2 separate regions of the Mus musculus genome follow, and region 2 is linked to region 1. The links are chromatin contacts, called in public HiChIP or PLAC-seq maps. All regions are on one chromosome and are shown on one strand. Each heading gives the region's core, a stretch centred on a gene start, on an enhancer-like site or on the middle of the called end of the contact. The rest is flanking DNA. Distances are from core to core; before and after follow the strand shown. Region 1 has its middle 5.1 kb from the start of Gm46850. Region 2 has its middle 22 kb from the start of Gne.

Region 1 (2,799 bases), core at 225-2,724:
GGACTTGGTGCCCTGTTGGAGGACCAGAATTCAGTTCCCAACATCCATCAGACACCCATCAAACCTTACAACCGCTTGTCGCTCCAGCTGCAGGAGTTCTGATGCTCTGTTCTTGTCCTCAGCGAACACCTGCACATACATGTGCATATACACACAGACACACTTACAGTCTTTTTTTGTTTGTTTGTTTTTTTGAGACAGGGTTACTCTGTATAGCCCTGGCTGTCCTGGAACTCACTTTGTAGACCAGGCTGGCCTCGAACTCAGAAATCCTCCTGCCTCTGCCTCCCAAGTGCTGGGATTGAAGGCGTGCACCACCATGCCTGGCTAGTCATGTAATTTTTTTAATCTTTAAAAAACAGAATTGTTGCCTGAAACCCTGTCTCGAAAAACAAACAAACAACAACAACAACAACAAAAAACAAAAACAAAAAAACTAGAATTGTCAAAGAAAAGTCACGTTATAACCTATGTAGTCTAAACAGAACAAAAATATGTAATATATTTTAGAAGGCTTTATATCCCAACAGCTAAGGCCTTTTGTTTTCTTTTATATATATGATTTAAAGATTTATTTATTTTTATTTTATGTGCATGAATGTCTTGCCTACATGTACATATGTATGCCCCATGTATGCCTGGTGCCCCTTGGAAGCTAAAAGAAGTTATAAAAGTTATACGTTGACATGTTGGTGCTAGGAACCAGGCACCTGTAGGAATGGTGCATGCTTTCAACCATGGAAATGAGAGAGGGTGTGGGGGAGAGTGATGGGTTTACCTCATGTAAATGTGTGAAATTGTCAATGACTGGTCTGACCCTCTGCCCTCTTGCTATGTAGAGCTAAACCAAAAAGCTACAGCTGGAGTCTTATGCATAGGATGGCTGAGTATGTTCCAAGGGTCCTAGAATGTTTGTTGCTATTAGTTTTGAGCCACAGTCTACTATGTAGCATGGGCTAGATTTTCTTGCCTCAGCCCCCCAAATTGCTAGGTGTACAGCAAGTACCAGGATCTGGGAAGCTGTTTCTCCCACTGAGTAATGGTCCCAACTAGCCTGAAGAGGCATGGTTGGGTTGGGAGCCTACAGCCTGTGAGTGAGCCCCACAGCTGTGCAGCAGTGGTTTGAGAGAAACATTACCAAAAACTTAGTGCGTATGTCTTAGGGTTTCACTGCTGTGAACAGACACCATGACCAAGAAACGTCTTATAAGGACAACATTTAATTGGGGCTGGCTTACAGGTTCAGAGGGTCAGTCTAGTATCTTCAAGGTGGGAGCATGGCAGCATCCAGGCAGAAAGACATGTTGCAGGCAGAGCTGAGAATTCTACATCTTCATCTGAAGGCTGCTAGTGGAAGTCTGTCTTTCAGGAAGCTAGGTTAAGGGTCTTAAGACCACACCCACAGTGACACACCTATTACAACAAGGCCACACCTCCTAATAGTGCCACTCCCTGGGTAAACAGATACAAACCATCACAGTGTACATACAGTCCTTAATTCCTAGGAAGCTCTTGGTCTGAAATCAGTGAGCTGCACAGAGCTGGCTGTTTCTCCTTTTTACTCTAAGGCCTAAACTCATTTGTCAACTTGTTTTATTTAGGCCAGAGTTAAAAAATGTTTTTCTAGTCATACTCTCTTGTTTGCAGTATGACAACTTTGAGGTTTGGAATAAAAACATATACCATTTAAATATATGTATGCATGTAGATTCTAAGAACTAGAGGGCTCTTGATTAGAGATGTTTTCCTCTAGTTTTACCTAGAAATATGCTTTCAAATTTTAAAATGAGAAAAAAAAATTCCACCTGCATCACTCCTGAAATTGCTGTTGGGGAGTGCAGCATAAGGCCTGGTGCTTACACACCTAAAACTGTGCCTAGGAAAGGGAGCTGCAGAGAGGGCTCGGCAGGGAAGAGCGCTGGCTGCTCTTCCAGAGAATGTGGACTTGGTTCCTAGCACCCATGTTGTGGTTAACAGCCATTTGAGCTCTAGTTCCCGGGATCTGAAGCTTTCGTCCAGCCTCTGCTGGCCTTGCATGCACTTGGTGCATAGACGTAAAAACACCCATATAAATAAAAAATAAAACTTGTTTTGTTTTGTTTTTCTAGACAAGGTTTCTCTGTGCACCCCCCAGCTGTCCTGGAATTCACTCTGTAGCCTAGGCTAGCCTCAAACTCTCAGAGATCCACCTTCCTCTGCCTCCCAAGTGCTGGGATTAAAGGCATGAACCATCACTGCCCGGCTTAAAACAATTTTTTTTTAATATTTATTTTATATGAGTACACCATTGCTCTCTTCAGACACACCAGAAGAGGGCATCAGATCCCATTACAGATGGTCGTGAGCCATCATGTGGTTGCTGGGATTTGAACTCAGGACCTCTGGAAGAGCAGTCAGTGCTCTTAACCACTGAGCCATCTCTCCAGCCCCAAACAAATCTTTTTTTTAACGATCCATAGGTGGGGCACTGCCTGGCTTAAAATAATTTAAAAAACAAAATCCCTAGGAAGGGCAGATGGTGTGGGTTCATGGGCCACCCTGGGAAGTGCTGCTATTCCAGTTGTAATCTCAGCCCCTTACCCTTTAGATCTCACCTGATCAGTGTAAGGGGTTTTCTTGTTTGGTTTTACTGTTATTGTTTTGTTTTGACACATGGTCTCACTATGTAGTCCTAACTGACCTGGAACTCACTATGTAGACCAGGCTGGCCCTGAATTTACAGAGATCCAACTCTCCTTCCTCCCAAGCACTGGATTAAAGGCGTGTGTCACCACCCCAGCTAAAACAAAAATCTAAGAG
Region 2 (2,799 bases), core at 169-2,668, 710 kb after region 1:
GCAAAATGGCTCATTAAGTAAAGACGTTGCTGCCAAACCTGATGACCTGAATTCAGCTCCTGGGACCCCCCATGTCAGAAGGTACAGCCAATCCCCCACTCGAGGCTGGAACTCTGCTCTGCGGCTTGTTTGCCTCCATGTGGAAGGAGCAGAGGCATTAGAGGAGCCAAGCGGGACCCGTGCAGTATTATAACTAATATTAAAATAATCCTCTGTTCTTTTTTTTTTAATTAATTTATTTATTTATTATATGTAAGTACACTGTAGCTGTCTTCAGACACACCAGAGGAGGGCATCAGGATCTCCGGTGGTTGTGAGCCACCATGTGGTTGCTGGGATTTGAACTTCGGACCTTCGGAAGAGCAGTCGGGTGCTCTTACCCACTGAGCCATCTCACCAGCCCCCTAATCCTCTGTTCTTATTCATCTAACTCTTTCTGAAAGAAAAATGACTGACAAAGAAAATATTGTCCTCTGACCCCCACGTATGTACCACGGCATGTGTGTGCCCACAGACACACACACACATACACACACACACACATAAAACTGTAATTAAACATTTTAAAACTTAGTTCTAGGGCTGGAGAGATGGCTCAGTGGTTAAAAGCAGTCAGTGGTCCTGAATTCAAATCCCAGGAACCACATGGTGGCTCACAACCACCCATAATGAGATCTGACGCCCTGTTCTGGTGTATCTGAAGACAGCTACCGTGTACTTACATATAATAAATAAATAAATAAATAAATAAATAAATAAATAAATAAATAAATACATCTTTTTTTAAAAACTTAGTTCTACCCAATAACGTTTATGAAATCATGTTTAATATGATAATTTTCCAGTCAAGAGTAGATTCATTTGGCTACTCATTCAAGACAGAAAATGTCTGTGCTTAGAGAGATCAAAAGGTTAGTTATGCACGTTTTTCCTAGAAAAATTATAACAAATATATTGATAGCCATCCAGCGTATATGCGGCATGATTGTTTGGGTTTTTTTTTAAGATTTATTTTATGTATATGAGTACACTGTAGCTGTCTTCAGACACCCCAGAAGAGAGCAGATGGTTGTGAGCCACCACGTGGTTGCTGGGAATTGAACTCAGGACCTCTGGAAGAGCAGCCAGTGCTCTTAACCGCTGAGCCATCTCTCCAGCCAATGATTGTTTTTTATAATTGTATTTTACGTGTGAGAGAGATCTGCATGCTCGCTTGCAGACACACATAGGCCGTGACACACACGTGGAGGCCAGAGGATGACCCTGAAGGGCCACTTCTCTCCTTCCATTGTGAGGTGCAGATACTGAGCTCAAGTTGTCAGACTTGTGTGGCAAGTGCCTTCACTGCTGGGCCATCTGCAGCCCCAGCATGCCCCTTGTGTTAGTCAGCAGACTGGCTTTAAGTTCTGTTTGTTTTACTTGTTTTGTTTTGTGAGTCAGGTTCTCTCTGTGTAGTCCAGTGTGAGTCAGGTTCTCTGTGTAGCCCAGACAGGTGAGAAACTTGCTATATAGCCTGGGCTGGCATTGATTCATGATGCCCCTACCTTGCAAGTACATACCACCATGCTTAGCTTGTTAGAAGCCCCTTAGCACCCAGGCTAAGCTCCAAGCCCCTGTATTCCTACAGAAAAGAAGACTGGCAGCTGAGGGAGCCATGAGAGGGTTCCTCCATTTTGGGCTGGAACTCTGCTTTCCTCTTTGCCTCCATATAGAAGGGAGCAATGAAGTTAGAGGGGCTAGGCCAAGTGGGGCCTATGCAGTAGCATAACTAATATTAAATCAATCATCTCTTCTTGCTTCTTCATCTAAGATGAAATACATTTGAGCCCTCTGAATAACCCCCACCCCCTGCATGGATGCGTGTGTGCATGTGAATGCACATACATCTCCCCCTCCGTGTGTGTGTGTGTGTGTGTGTGTGTGTGTGTGTGTGTGTATGTTCTTTCTGTCCCTTCAGGTCCTTTTTCCATGCAGCTCACTGATTCAGTTCTTGGAAGGGCTGGCAAGCTAGTCACCTTGACCACTGTTTTATTCCTCACACCTTGCCCCTCTTAACACTGTCACGGGCGTCTAGGCTCATGTACGAGTCTTCAAAGCACTTGGAGGTAGCAGCGACCGCAAGGACAACTACAATGGTTTATTTCAGTTGTCAAGTTGATGGGATTCAGAGTCACTATGGAGGCAGCCCTCTGAGCATGTCTGCGAGGGCGTTTCTAGGTTAGCTCAGTCCAGGTCGGAAGATCCCCACTGGCTGCTGGTGGTGCCATTCTGAGGGCCGGGGTCTCGAACTGAAACAAAGGAGAAAGCAAGCTGGGCCCTACCATTCGCCTCTCCCTCCCACCTGTCTGCAGACACAGTGTGCCCAGCTGCCTGACGCTTTAACTGTAATGGACCACGCTCTCAAACTGCGAACCAGTTGCGTTAGCTAGGGGTTTCCTCTCAGGGACAGGAAAAGTCACTACTACACCACCTTTGGATTACACTTTGATGGGCCTGCAGCACTATCAAATCCCGTAACCCCACGCTCTACTTTAACTAACAGAACGGCTCCGCTCCGCATTTGGTATGAGTTCCCAAGCCTCCTCCTAGCTGGGACTTACCTCTGTCTGTCCCTTTCTTGGGGGATAGGTGTGGGAGGGGGTTGAGACAGGGTTTCTCTGTATAGCCCTGGCTGTCCTGGAACTCACTCTGTAGAGAAGGCTGGCCTCGAACTCAGAAATCCACCTGCCTCTCCCTCCCAGGTGCTGGGACTAAAGGCCACCACTGTCCAGCTGTCCCTTTCTTTGTTCTTTACATAGT

What was found. HiChIP or PLAC-seq counts read pairs in DNA pulled down with a chosen protein or histone mark.
Region 2: a FOXA1 HiChIP or PLAC-seq map of pancreatic cancer cells shows a contact between it and region 1. The contact joins two enhancer-like sites. A contact is called at or near these places in 1 of 39 promoter capture datasets (liver), 1 of 484 Hi-C or Micro-C datasets (liver) and 1 of 115 datasets of contacts at active chromatin or transcription factors (pancreatic cancer cells).

What each region holds. Positions count from the first base shown.
Region 1 is chr4:43,385,692-43,388,490 of GRCm38.p6, forward strand. It overlaps a transcript of Rusc2 not described here. Among named protein-coding and RNA genes, the nearest start is that of Gm46850, 5.1 kb to the left of the region's middle. Within about 2 kb of position 1,475, at least 10 of the 459 cell types and tissues checked have an H3K27ac peak or open chromatin away from gene starts, as enhancers often do. A contact at or near this core is called in pancreatic cancer cells, where this site is marked.
Region 2 is chr4:44,093,288-44,096,086 of GRCm38.p6, forward strand. No RefSeq gene overlaps it. Among named protein-coding and RNA genes, the nearest start is that of Gne, 22 kb to the left of the region's middle. Within about 2 kb of position 1,419, at least 27 of the 459 cell types and tissues checked have an H3K27ac peak or open chromatin away from gene starts, as enhancers often do. A contact at or near this core is called in pancreatic cancer cells, where this site is marked.